Regions from separate parts of the Drosophila melanogaster genome. Here region 1 is linked to region 2. A link is a contact called in public targeted proximity ligation data. All regions are on one chromosome and are shown on one strand. The core of a region is the stretch at or near the end of the contact, and the rest is flanking DNA. Distances in the headings are between cores, read along the strand shown. Region 1 overlaps tara (taranis). Region 2 holds the start of lncRNA:CR44133 (long non-coding RNA:CR44133).

Evidence for each region.
Region 1: a targeted proximity ligation map of the Kc167 cell line shows a contact between it and region 2, with 2.3 times the contacts expected there. A contact is called at or near these places in 11 of 107 Hi-C or Micro-C datasets (the D17-c3 cell line, the Kc167 cell line, the OSC cell line and 1 more) and 2 of 7 datasets of targeted methods (both in the Kc167 cell line).

What each region holds. Positions count from the first base shown.
Region 1 is chr3R:16,247,215-16,254,054 of dm6, reverse strand. The region is part of intron 1 of tara (taranis); the gene reads right to left. Among named protein-coding and RNA genes, the nearest start is that of bor, 13 kb to the left of the region's middle.
Region 2 is chr3R:15,981,872-15,988,738 of dm6, reverse strand. It overlaps lncRNA:CR44133 (long non-coding RNA:CR44133), which reads right to left and starts at 2,558. Exons shown (of 2, transcript NR_074017.1): 1 at 1,952-2,558. srp (serpent) reads right to left here and starts at 2,587. Exons shown (of 8, transcript NM_001275690.1): 1 at 1,952-2,587. It overlaps Hel89B (Helicase 89B), which reads right to left. Exons shown (of 7, transcript NM_169693.2): 5 at 6,229-6,867; 6 at 5,919-6,159; 7 at 5,288-5,857. The coding sequence ends at 5,414.

The DNA of each region.
Region 1 (6,840 bases), core at 2,710-5,209, 260 kb before region 2:
CTAAAGCTCGCACGCAGCGTCGCTGCAGTTGTTGCTGCTGCAGTAACAAAAACAACATCGTCGCTACCTTCAAATTCCACAATATTCAAGTTTCAGGTTATGAGCCAACCAAGCAGCCAGCGAACAGAAACCAACCCAACCTGAGAGCCGGAGCCAGTCATCGTCAGCAGCAACAGCAAAGCAACACGAAACGAAATGTTTGGCCGAAAGGCAGAGCCAAGAGCTAAGAGCCAGGCGACAGTGGGCTAAAACTGACTCAAAAGTGCTATCTATATAATAATTTAATATGAATAACTACAAAAAATAATTACATTTTAGCATGAAATCGAATCTTCTCTGTTAAGGAATTATCAATTTTAGAGTTTCTTTAGCTGTATGGTCTAAATATAATAGTAATAAACATGATTTGCCATAGATCTGAGTATTTTAAGCTTAGCTCAGGCGAACACTGAAGTTTATTTAACTAACAAATTTTTGGTTGAAACTAAACTTTTTTAAAATTATATTGCATTTCTATTAAGACCCTAAATACTTTTTTTTACTTTTCCGTCCCATTGTGCCCGTTCGAGAGTCGACTTCCAAGCATTTAAGTCGGTCGCCGTTGTCGTTGTTGCTACCTCCAGTGCCTGGGCTCTGAAACTCCGGCTTTAACTCTGGGCTGTGGGCTTTGGCTTTGGCTTTGGGTCTGGCTACGACTGTGGCTCTGGCCCGATCCACTACGGTCGGAGCGAGTCTGGGTCTGGTGCTCTGGTCTGGGGCCCCACATTGAATTCTTCGGCTGGGGCGCACGGCACAACGTGCGATAGCTGCGAATCGAGTCGGTTCGAGTCGAGCCGAGAGCCGCACATAAAAAACAACGTCAAGAGAAAAAAATAACAAGTAGAAGCAAAAAAAAAAGTCGAGTTTCGGCTTTCGAGCTGGGTTTGGGTTTAAGCCGCGATCTCCACCAAAGCAATTTAGGTGTACGAGCCATAGAGGAAGAAGAAACTTTGGAAACATAAAAAAGAGCGCTCCGGCCCGAAGACAACGACGATGGGGCATAATAAAAAAAATTACCAGCAAGCTGGGGTTCAACGAAGTTGGATAAGAAGAAGACGAAAACGCAGCGGCCGAGCGGTCTTCAGCTCATCATAATAAAAATGAATTGAATTGAAGACATGGGCGAAGACGCACCACCCGCTCTCCCACTCTTCTTACACAGCGGGCACAGCTCTCCTAGTTTCATATGTTGGTGGATGTGGATCTGGATGTGGATGGGAAGCTCAAGATGACGCCGATATGGTGGCTAGTCCCTCGGAGTTTCCCATGCTGGCTTGGTTATTTTTCCCTCCCTCATGGTGAAAACTTTGAATGCAAACACCCACAACAATAACAGAGCGGGCGAGCTATTTGCTTATAGCGGCACATGACGATGTGGGAACGGAAAGATTTTCGAGCCCGGCTTTCCCACTAACGTTGAACTTGCACAATCGGAGGTATAGCATTTGTAATGTTAAAGTTTATATCAACTATACAACTAAAAGTTCAGAAGAATTTAAAAAAAATCAGTAAAAGCTTTTCATATTTTTACCTAAGATCCAGAGAGTAGAGTTATGCTTACGAAAATATATAAAAATACTTTATTCTAACAAATATTTTGGACTACAATTTAACTGTATCAATGAATATTTGTAAAATGGTTGGTCCACTCCATAGATGTAAGACTGTTTACCCAAACATGAATCAAGGCTGTGCTCGAGCTATCTATGGTTGGGCTATGGTTTTTGGGGTGGTGGGGAGTTTGTGGGTTGCGTTGTATGAGGCAGACTTTTTTGATGTGCGCATATTTTGCGTCGGCCATTTCATGTTGCCGCACCACGGAGTTCGCCGCACGACTGACAGACACAAAACCCCCGATTCCGATTCCGATTCCGATACGAGTTTCGAGTGCGAGTCCGAGTCCCCGTGTCGATGTGGGGACGTCGATTGGCAGCAGAGGCGGAGGCAGCGGTCGCGACGGAGACAGGAAGCCACCGCGACGGCGGCGTCGTCGACCAAATCAGCTGTTTTTGGCGAATTAGAGCAATTTTCAATGCGCGCCGCTTGCTGTTTCTGCCTTCTTTTTTTGCGGCTTTTTGTTGCGCTTCATGTCGAAGATTTATAAGCAGCGACGCCGGCAGCGAAGTTAGCATCGCAATTGGTGACATTGAAAATTTGCAAGGCATCTCTCGCTCTTCCCACTTTGCGTACGTGAATGTGTATGGTGTTTGTGATTTTGCGAAATGGGGGAACAGCTGACAGCATACATTACCCATACGAGAGGAGGCCAAGTGGGGGGAAGTGGGGGTTAAGAATGGTAACTTTTGGTCAATGAACCATACCTCCCAACCTCGCCTCCTTTCCGGCAAAGGCAACTCAGCTGTTTGCGAGATGTGTACGGCAGAGTGAGGCTTTCGTGAAACGTGAGTCGAGACCCTTACAAATCCCAATACCAACCATCCAACCAACCCATATCATCCCATTCCATTGTAAGCCGCCGAAGGGTCGGGAGAGCATTTCTACCTAAGGTCGAGAACCATAATCCCCGAAAAGGATGCAGCGCATTAGACACGCCAGTGAGTTCGGGCTCAATTTCGGTTTTCTAGGATTGCTGCACTCACTTTCTACCTGACCATCCCAAGCGATCCATCAATATGTCATTCCGACTGTCGAGACTTTAAGGACGAATTCGACTGTGATTGAACCATTGCCAAGTAGCGGGGCGACTCGAAATGGGAATGAAATTGCCAGGAAATCAACCTGTTGGTCGATTGATAGCCCTGCTAATAAGAAGTAGTCTGAGCAATACCTGTATGCTGTTGGGAACCTCCTTTGATAGGAATATTGACACCAACTTATTTGTTTTAAACTCTAATTTCATGAACATTAAAATCATGATCACACAGATTCTGTAGCCAACTTTATAAAGTTATTTTTATATGTGAATATTAATAACAATATGAACCTTAAAAAGTAACTTTTATATAACATCCGCCAGTAATTTATTTTTATGCGAATCCGTTTAAGATTTTTGTAAAATAACTAACTTGTTCAAATACACTGGAATCGTGTCTAAAGATCTCAAAAATCAAGCGTCTTTGAACATTGGAATAAAAAGGCGAAATAGGAATCCCCAGCTGATGGTCTCCCGAACGCAATAGCTGCTTCTCCACTGGGCAGATAGCCGATGATCATCGATCTGCATGCAAAAATTTTTGCCGTACGGCTCTTATCACGCAGACCAGCTGATAAGACAAGAGAACGAGTAGAGCGAACAGAGCCAAAGAGCCAGAGCATTGCGTCAAGTGCGCTAATCGCTCCGAATCGGAACCAGGGCTACAGGCAACGAGCAACAACAATTGCCGTTAACAATTGTCAGAGCGACAGCACACTGCGCAAATTGCACGTCGCGCAGTGTACGAGGCAACAACAGCTATCAAGGCGTACGTACGTACATTCACCAAGCCGCTTGGTAAACACAAAATTACAAAAACAAAAAATACCATGAAAAAAACTGTGGGTATATATGTATGTAAGTACATACAGCCCCAACCAACAAAGACTCCACTCCACATCCCATGCCTACATATGTATGTATGTACATCCACAGCTACATCCAATGTTGCTGACTCGACTCACCGCATACATACAGACGCTCCGTTCGTATATATGTAAAAACATGTACAAGCGAACGAGCCGAACGACCGACACACGAAGTACAGTCGCACAGTTAAAAATAAAGTATGGGCCGCTGCAACGCAGAGGGGTAAAGGGAGATGACACGAGAGAGAAGGAAGGCAAAGAGAAGAAGAAGAGAGCGAGCGAGGGCAAAACAACAAAGCGAATGCTGGTAAATAATGATGATGGAACCAGTGTGCTGTATATGTATGTAGGCATGTGTTCGTATGCGTGTGTGTGTATACTGCACAGTAAAATTTCATGTATTAAAATCGCTTGTTCGTGTATATGCACTGTACAGGGTAAGAGCTGCCATCGCTGTGCTGTTGATAGCGAGGGACGTAATATCGCAACTTTTGCCGTTCCAAAAGCACGGAGCCAAGCGAACGTTCGTTCGTTCGTTCGCTGGTTCGTTCGAGTTTAATTTTGTAGTACGTAGCAGGAAAAAAAAGAAACGACGAAAAAATAAATGATGGCGGCAACAACAACGACAACAACAGCGACGACTCGTCGTCGACTGAGTTGGCAGTGTTGCGTTCCGATTTTCGTCGAAAATATTTTTGTTTCTTTTTGCGTTTCGAAAACACTCGAAGTGCTAAAGAAAGAAGAGTAGAGCAGGGAAGAAGAAGACGAACAGGCAGAGGCTTACAGCGACCGTTTTTCTAGTGCGTTTCGCTTAGAATGGCAAAAATCTCAAAGGGGACGAAGAATTCCACCCAAAAACCCCCCACTTTCAGTTGTAGTATGGTAAGTGGTAAGTACGGCGCGCTCGTTTTTGCGAAGGTTGCTAGCGTGGTGGGATAACGGATGTTGGATATTGTATTCGTCGGATGTCGGACAACGGCCGCAGCGTAGCGCGCGCAAATTCACGTAGTTTGAATCGGATTCGGATTTGGACTCGCCAGCGCAGCGCCACAAAGCTAACGGATCGAACCAAGGTTGCCCGCTGGCATTTTCCTACGGCATGAGGCAATCAAAATGCGAAGATACTGTCGAAGTACACGGAAAGATAAAGACTTTATAGAAAACCTGGAGGATTGTTTACAGCTTTTGGGAGTTATATGTATGCTATGTTATACATTAAGGAATATAGTAGTAGTTTTATAAGAAAGCGCAGTTTATTTTGTAGCAAAGGAGTTTTTAGTCGATAGTTTTTAGGTCGATCTTGATCGCAAACAAATCAACAACTTTTAGTATATAAAATTTAGAATCTACTTTTTATGGCCATAGTGATCTGATCGTATATTCCGATCAATGCTAACATGTGTACATAGGTACTTTTCATATTCTATCTCAGTTGATCTTGAAGTTTTGGATTTATCGCGAAACCTAATCTGTGTGTCCTTTATTTAACGATTCCTTGGTTAACACTCTTTAAGGGCTGCCTTGCCGCTTTAACCCATGTCCGCCCACGAGCGCCCATCCGTGACTATGACGCCAACTCCCGGACTCCCGCACTCGTATATTCCGGCTCTGCTTCGATACGGCCGCCCACACATACATACAACTCTCCCCCGATGGCAGTTCCCCCTTATAACACCGTGGACTGTTTATAAAATAACCTTATTTTGCACATGTACACGGGTTTTCGTTGTGCTGGTGTGTGTGTAAGCTCCATCAGCTCCACGGAGGGTTGGGTGATTCCTACTCTTCCCGAGACACCCTCTCTGCTTTTCCGTCTCTCTCTTTCTGGCACTTTATGCCTGACATTATTATAATATTATATTCCTTATAATAATGGGTTGGCAGCACAGGCAGCCGAAAACCACCTACATCCATATACCAACCGTCCAACCACCCATCTGCCATCAGCCCTCCCATATCCTTCGCCTCATCCCAACCCCTCTCATCGAGTCGAGTTGGCGACCCTGCGCAGTAAAGTCGAGCCGGCTTTTCTCTATCGTACGACCCTACGCTCCATACTCCGACATCCCCCTTATAAAATCAACCCAAGCCACCCACTCTGAATACTTCTCGTGTTGGGTGTGGTGAGATATACCGTGTGACGTATAAAAGCTAAAAACGTTGGCAAATATAATGAAATTGGGTGAAATGCTATGCCACCCACTGTACCTCCCATTAACCCCCAAGTTCTGGCATAATAAAGCCTACCAAACAGGACGAGAAATGCGCTGGGTTTTGGCTGGATTGATGGTGGTGGTGGTGCTGCTGCTCTGCTGTCGGCGCTAGTGGTGGTGGTGGTTTTGGGCCATCCACTAGTATGAAAACCACTTTTCCAATTGCACGTACACCACTACGTGGGCTGAGCAAAAGAGAAAGGGAGTGCGGAAGAGAGAAAGAGAGATGGAATGTTTCAAACCACTCCACTGCCTTCCCCTTTTTTGCCGTACTCAATTGCTGCTGTTGTTGTTGTGTGGGTGGTGGGGCGGTTGTCAGAGAGAGAGCAGTGAGCGAAATGAAAATGGAAGCGAGGACATGCGGAGCAGGCAGGACGAACAAATGTACACAGTGGAAAATTAAATTAAAGTGGAATTTCTGCTATGCGTATTTGAAAATTTAAAATTTGTATTTTAAAGGATGCATTAAAACTGTGCAAGTGCAATTGATTGACAAGCTGTGCTTTCAGTAGGACGATATTGGGTGCATTATTTTTGCCAGTGTGCTTGGGTGGGTGGAGAATTGGGGTGGACCATGTAGTGGTGAGCTGGGAGGGCCTTGCTCTGTCGCTGCTCTGCGTACGATAACTTTAATTTGGCTTAATGGAAATTTTCGCTGGCGCTCTCGTAGTACTGTTATCCTTAAGCAAACCCGTGGATCCTGCTCCTGTTTCGCTCTCCACCCCAGCCTCCGTCTCAGTTACCCAACTGGCCATCGTCCATGGTCTATGGTCCGCGTGCTAAGTAGGTGACGCAACCGCAAATTTGCGGCTGGCGATTTAATAATGCTAATGGTGTGCGTGTGGAAGTGCATTGGTAGTTGGACATTGCACGTGTAGTGGCTTCTGTTGCTGTTGTTGTTGTTCGCGCCCTGGACCGTCTGAGAGTCACGTCATCATCACACGGCCGTCGTCGTCATCGTCGAGCCATTTACGTCGTCGCCAGCCGGTAATTCCCCGAACCCATAGCCATAGTCATAGCCATAGCCATGGCCATAGCCATATAGCCACATCATCCCCCCCTCAGG
Region 2 (6,867 bases), core at 1,309-3,808:
AAATGGAATTCCCCCATTAAAAACCGATCCGAAGCAATCCCAAAAATAGAGCATATCCATTCATAAAAAGGAATGGCAAATGAATCAGGACACGGGAATTTCCCAGCCCCGAAACAAAATTTATGAATGGAAGACGCGGACGCTAAACGGACAAGTCCTAAACTCATTAATTTTTATGCGGACAGTGAAAGTAAGGTTGGGTAATTAAAGTTCCGCAGCGGAGAACAATGCAAGTCGGAGCGATGACGGGGCACGGTGTCTGGGTGTTTGGGATCGGAATAGGGACTGGAAATGGTAATAGAACTGGGACTGAGACTGGGACTGGGCATATCCTGTCAAACACACATTATATTACGAAGTTGGACGGACAGACAGGTAACCAAGCCACTAGCAACAGGTACTCATTGAAGACCCAGTTAAGAGACACGCGCGGATACAGCTCATCCGCAGTGCTTGTGGCTCTATGTTTATATGGAGTAGGTGCGGTTTTTCCTAGAGTTTGGCGCACTCTGTGGATGTGTGTGCCAACCACAGAGGACTGGAACTGGAACTCGAACTGAAATCGGGACTGGGATAGGGACGTGGCCAGAGCAATTAACGATTAAGACAAACACGAGTGTCTTGTATCTTGTATCTTGTCTTTGGTGGATTGTTGTTTGCCGTACAGTTTGTTTGCGTTTCGGAATTTCACAAAAATTCTTTTATACTACAATTTTTACTTTACTTGTTCTGTTAATGTTTAATGTATGTGACTGTCCGTCATTGTTGGTTGTTTGTCCTCGGTTTGGTTTTGGTTTTGGTTTTTTTGTTTTTGCGGTGTTTATTGTCGCGGTTTCCTCCGCGGCACCCAAAAGTAAATCCCACTTGTTTGCGGATGCATTTCGCTATGGAGATGCACGTGTCAGGGGAGTCGGATGGCTGTGTGGGATGCATCCAGGGTTTCCCTGGAAAATCACTGGCTGAACAACAAAAGGCAATTGTCGGTTAACTACGACAATTCGCTTGACTATAATATGTGTGTGGTTATACAATATATATATATATATATATTTTTTTTGTATAATTAATTTTCAATATGGCTGACCTATGGCAGGAAGTCATGTGTGTATAGCAATGAATTTATGGGTACATAGTATAAGGCCCCACTACATTTATTTCATTTGTTTTGAAATTCTTTTCTTAAATGCTTATTTTTCTTGAATAATTTTTTCTTTTCATTTTTTCCCCACATACATATATTATACATATACATACAAGTCGATGTTGATAAGGCCTCGTTGTTGTCGTCGCCACAACTCAACGACCGCAGGGCCAAGTGGATCGGCAGCGGTACCATGGAACGGGACCCATCGTTTGGACTCGCATTTTGTTTTTCAGTCGTTTCAACCTCCTTATATATTTATATATATATACACATACATATATATAAAATATATACTCGGGCACGCATATGGGCACTTGCTGGGTGCCACTGCCTGGAGCTGTAAGGCAATGCCCCACCCCTTGGCTGGACGGGATCCGGAGTTTTGTGCTTTTTGGGTTCGTTGATCGTCATGCTGGTTTCTCGTAATCGACATAATTTTCCCTACTTTTCCCTGTCGGTCCCTTTTCAATTCCTTAAATTTTCTTAGACACTTTTTGCTTGGATGCATTCCACAACATTTAATAATCTTACTGCGACTTGAACTGAAATATTTATTCTTAGAAACCATTTTAAGCCTAAAACTCATTAAAATCATGACTGTTTGCAAAAAATGAATACAATGACTCATAATAATACGTACACTATGTCTTCCCAAGAGTTGTGACTAAACATTATGTGACATTTATTTATGTACATATGTAGCTTCATTTAGCACATATGCAACATTCCATTAGTATTATTTATGTTAGTTAAGACAATTGAGAGCAACTTCCCCCGAAGGCCAACAAATCGTCTGGTGAAACTTACCAAGTTGTCCATGGCCAGATTCCCATGCATATTCCGACAGCGATTGAAAATCCATTGTGGCTAGGTCCAGAATCGAGTGCTCGGATCCGTTGCGCTCATTATGAGGGGCGTTCGTTCGGCCCATGTGGTTTTCATCGATGATGACCGAGCCGCGGACATCTGGGCATCTGGCGATCTCAGGCGCTAAGCAAGCGTTAAATTTTCGGTTTCGATACTGTCCGGACTTTGAGGGGGCGTTAACCCGGCAAATGAAAGTGTCACACAGGTCACGCCGACGGATCACAACTCTTTCGGGGAACGATGAGGAGGCGGGTGGTGGCTTTTCCGGGCGCCCAACCGTCGATTATGTTGGTTAAACTCACGTCGCTTTTGTGGTTAAACACACGTTTGAAGGATTTCCCTTGCGCCGGCGCAACTTTCCTCACATTTTTCCACGCTCAAAGGGTTTTCTTCGGTTTCACGCCCAACAGATCACGGTGATAATCGCCGGGACACGACCCACGAATCCGCACCGGTGTGCCGGATGCAATCGATAGGATGGGATGGCACGGGATGGGTTCGGTTGGGAGTGGACCCGACCAGACCCGCATCCGAGCTCCGACCTACTACTACAACTTTTCAAATGCTACTCGGCCGGGAGCCACCCAAAGCAATGCGAGTAAAATATTCTTGATTAAAACTTATCAGAGCACATTTCATATCACCTTTTCAAAAACGCAACAACAGCAAAGTAACGATTGTACTTATTATCGGCGACGCAACCGTCGAACTCATTGCGCCGTGTACTCGGTACTTTGGCGTAGTTTGGCTGTCGCCGGTTCCGCTGATTGGACGCCGCCAAGATATGGCTATCTGAGCCGGGCCCGATTCCGATTCCACGATTGCCAGCCCCACAGGCGCCATCTCCGCCGCATGGACGCCACACGGGAGCGAGCAGGACGCTGGCACAGATAGAGCGAGAGGCAGGGTGGGCGATACCAAAACACGATTTGATTAAGTTGCATCACGCGTCGGTCGCGCGACTATCCTTATCGGGGCAACTCTCGCTCTCCGACTTGGTGAGTATATGCCATAGGTCCTTATCATCTGGCCTGCTTTGGCCAGATTTGATTTGGTGACGACAGCATTCGGAATCTGGCCACTATAGCGGAATGTACATAAGTTCCTGTTTCGAATGCTTACCAAACAGTAGAGAAAGGATCTTTAACCAACTTACTAAAAAAAAATATATATAAATTCCCCCAGATCCAATCCTGTAAATACCCAATTTCTAATTATTTCTCAAAGATACAAGCTCTTCCAAACTAATCTTTTTCTAAATCAAAAATATAAGTTCCTAATATAAATCCCACTTTTCTCTTTTATATCTAAGATATTTTCCGGTTTAGTAAAGATGGTTTATGAAAGATATAACATTTTTTTTGCGCTCAATAAATAGAGACTGATCTACATTAAACCAAACCGATAACAAAGCCTGGCAGACGACCTTGCCTATCTATGGCACTCCTACTATTCTCCCTACACACCCCCCCTTTCGATGAAGTTTATGATGAAGTTTATTTCCCACCAGGGAAATGCCAAAGAGTCTGGTAATTTTAAAAAACTAAAAAGCAAGCACGTTTCCAAAAAAAAACGATAAAAAAATGTAAAGATATTCCTATCTAATAGCAAAATGCCGGCTCTTATGACGTCACGCGTCGTGATAAGAGAACCAGTAATCAAGAAACAATAACAAAAAGCTGAGAACAAACATATTGCAAACAGAAACATTGATAAAACCAGACGAATCAGAAGCAAGGAGCGGGTGACGAGGCGAAAACAATGCTGGCGAGATAAGGAGGTAAATAACCTGGCGGAAAACTTTAAGTCGGCGCCTCGCCGGGCAGACCAAGATCCGACCCAGCCAGTAGGGAGAGGAGGAGGCCCTGGCCACAGGGTGCGGGTCACCCATGCGGGGAGGAGTCGAGGAGGAGACATTGCGATAAGGATGCAAGGGTGCGGGTGCGGGTGCTGGACTATCAGTAGTAGCAGTAGCAAAGTCCGGAAGATGCCTTGTGGTCAGAAGATAAAAGGCCAAAGTGAGTGGGTAAGAGAAAAGGGAATGCACTGAGAAGAATGCAGAGGCAAAGATTGTAAGATACTATTAATAACCTATTTTAATAACCTATTATCTTGTCATCATGTTATTTTAGATACTATTACTACATTTCATTTAAACTATCCTGCTACGTTTAGCTTTAATCATGTACAGAATTTCATATTTGAAATCTGTATAAGATCTGGTATATTTTTTCTCGCAGTGTTATATAGCGAGTGGAAAATCGTAGCTTATCAGCCACCGACTTTAACTCGGGACTTGCTTTTGTTTTGTTTGAGCTGACTCTTATAATACAATTTAATAATGACCATTATAAAGAAACTGGGGAAGACGGGCATTACTACGGGCCAGAGATAAGGCCATCCTGTACCACGCACCGAATCCCTCGTACTGCTGCAGGAATTATTATTGTTTTGGAGTATTGAGACACAGACTCCATTACGATCGGGTCGCGTTTAGCACCCCTCGTAGACATAAATAATCTACTCCATGGATGGATGGTGTGCCCATGCCATAATCCGCAGCCATTTCATCGTGACGAAGCACAGATAAGCCGGGTTTTGTATTAATCGAAAGCAAACCAAATTGAAAACTAAATCGGGTATGCTGTGTGGTGGTAAGGGGTCAACTAACTATATTTACTAGCTGGGGCACTTTTAATGGGCTGACACAACTGATAGCCCCATCAAATTTCAAGGTACTAGGGTCACAGCCGACCAGATTCCGAATGAGAACGACGGAAAGTACATAAATATTCCTCTTTCGCCAGTCGAGCAAATAGCTCTTCTGATAAATGAAACACAAAATCGATTTCAGCCGATCGATCTGATAAATCGTGGCAATATGAACACATTAGTCAATAAAATGAGCCGTGACTATGGAAACAATTGGTCAGGGTGAAATTAGGTGTCTTATTGTGAGGGACAGAAGTAAATATTTAGTAAGCAAATTATGCACTCAAACATTAATTTTTCAGGGCAAACAATTGTATTTGCCATTGCTGATAAGACTATTTAAAAACATCAAAATTTGAATTCTTTCTTTTGGTCTCTCTGTATTCTCGATACACTGAAAACAATTTCCATTCCCAAACATAGTTGATTTCCGATTTTTTCAATCAGCCGTAAGGTATTCTACACTTTTTTCTTACTCTTCGAAAACCATACTTCAGCGGTATATTGCCTTTGGTATTCAAATGTGTTTGTAAAGATTTAAGCTAAGATGTTTAAATTTTTTTTATTTAGTTTCAAGCTTTATTAATATTTATTTCTAAAAGTTTCTTTTCGCGATTATAAAGGAACAGAGGGCAATATAAATGATCAACGTAGCCTAAAACTGGAAGTCTTAGAGTGGGAAGCAGTAGTCTACTTTTTCAGTGCCTGCACAAAGTTGCCCAAGTCGTACTCTTCCTCGTACTGATGCTCGGACCAGAGTTCCGGCAAGTTCTCGATAATGGTGTTCATGGACATGCCGCCCGATGCTGTTCCTTGCACCGCTGATGATCCAGATTCTGCTCCCTTGTCTTTCCCTCCGTTGAAGAGGTCAAAGATCTGTGAGGTGCCCATTGTCTGCAGCGAAGCGTTCTCCGCACTCACCACAGTGTTGGCGGTGAGTATCTTAAACTTTTGCAGCCCCATGATCTTTTCCTCCAGCGAGTTGCGTGTGATCAGCCGGTAAACATTTACTACTTTCTTTTGGCCGATTCGGTGGGCGCGGTCCATAGCCTGCAGATCCTTCATTGGATTCCAGTCGTGCTCGACAAAGATGACCGTATCGGCGCCTGTTAGATTTAGACCCAGGCCGCCAACCTAAAAATTGATTTACGATTGAAGTTGGATCATAAAACATAAAAGCCCATTTTATGCTTACCATAGTGGTCAGGAGCAGGACATCGATGCTGGGATCGCTGTTGAAGTTATTGACTATATCCTGTCGCTGTGAGGCGGGTACACTGCCGTCCAGCCGCAGATATGTGACGCTGGGCAGATGGCGGCGCAATAGATCCTGTTCCACAATGTCCAGCATCGCCTTCAGCTGGCAGAAGATTAGGGCACGATGCTGGCTCACCGACTCCGTCTGCACACCAATGCCGCAGTCTAGGAGAAGTTGCCTGGCAAGGAAAATGAAATATTTTAAATATATACTTTATATTTTAACTGTGTAACGAGAGTGCACTTACTTCAAGGCGGGCAGCTTTGCAGAGTGCTCAATGTCGTCCAATGAGCTGTTTGACAACGCCAACTGACTGGTCACCTTCGTGAGCTCCTCAGACTGACGCAACACCAGCTTGGGATGGTTGCATACGTTCTGCAGGTATCGAAGCGCTTGGAAAATGTGTGTCTTGGCGCTGAGATTCTCCGTCACCATGGATGCCGACGACGAGTCGCCCAGTTTGTCTAAACAGTCTTTCAGGTGTTTATTGCTAAAATCTTCATACAGTCGAAGCTGGAGCGGACTCAGTTCGCAAAGTAAGTCCTGGGTGATCTTTGGCGGTAGGTCCTTCAGCACATCCTCCTTAACACGGCGCAGCAGGAAGGGCAGAACTTGTCTATGCAGCGCCTCCATGGCCAGCACTCCAGCTTCCTGCTCCTTGGCAGAGCTCTTTGCATCCCGAGATGACAGAATGGGACGTGAAAAGCGTTGCACGAACTGCTTCTCAGTGCCAAGGAAGCCGGGCATTAAAAAGTCAAACAAGGACCACAACTCGAGCACATTGTTCTGGATGGGAGTGCCGGAGAGGATCAGTCTATGGTTTGCCTTTAATCGCTTTATTGCCTTAGAGCTCTTTGTCTTTCCGTTCTTAATAATATGGCCTTCA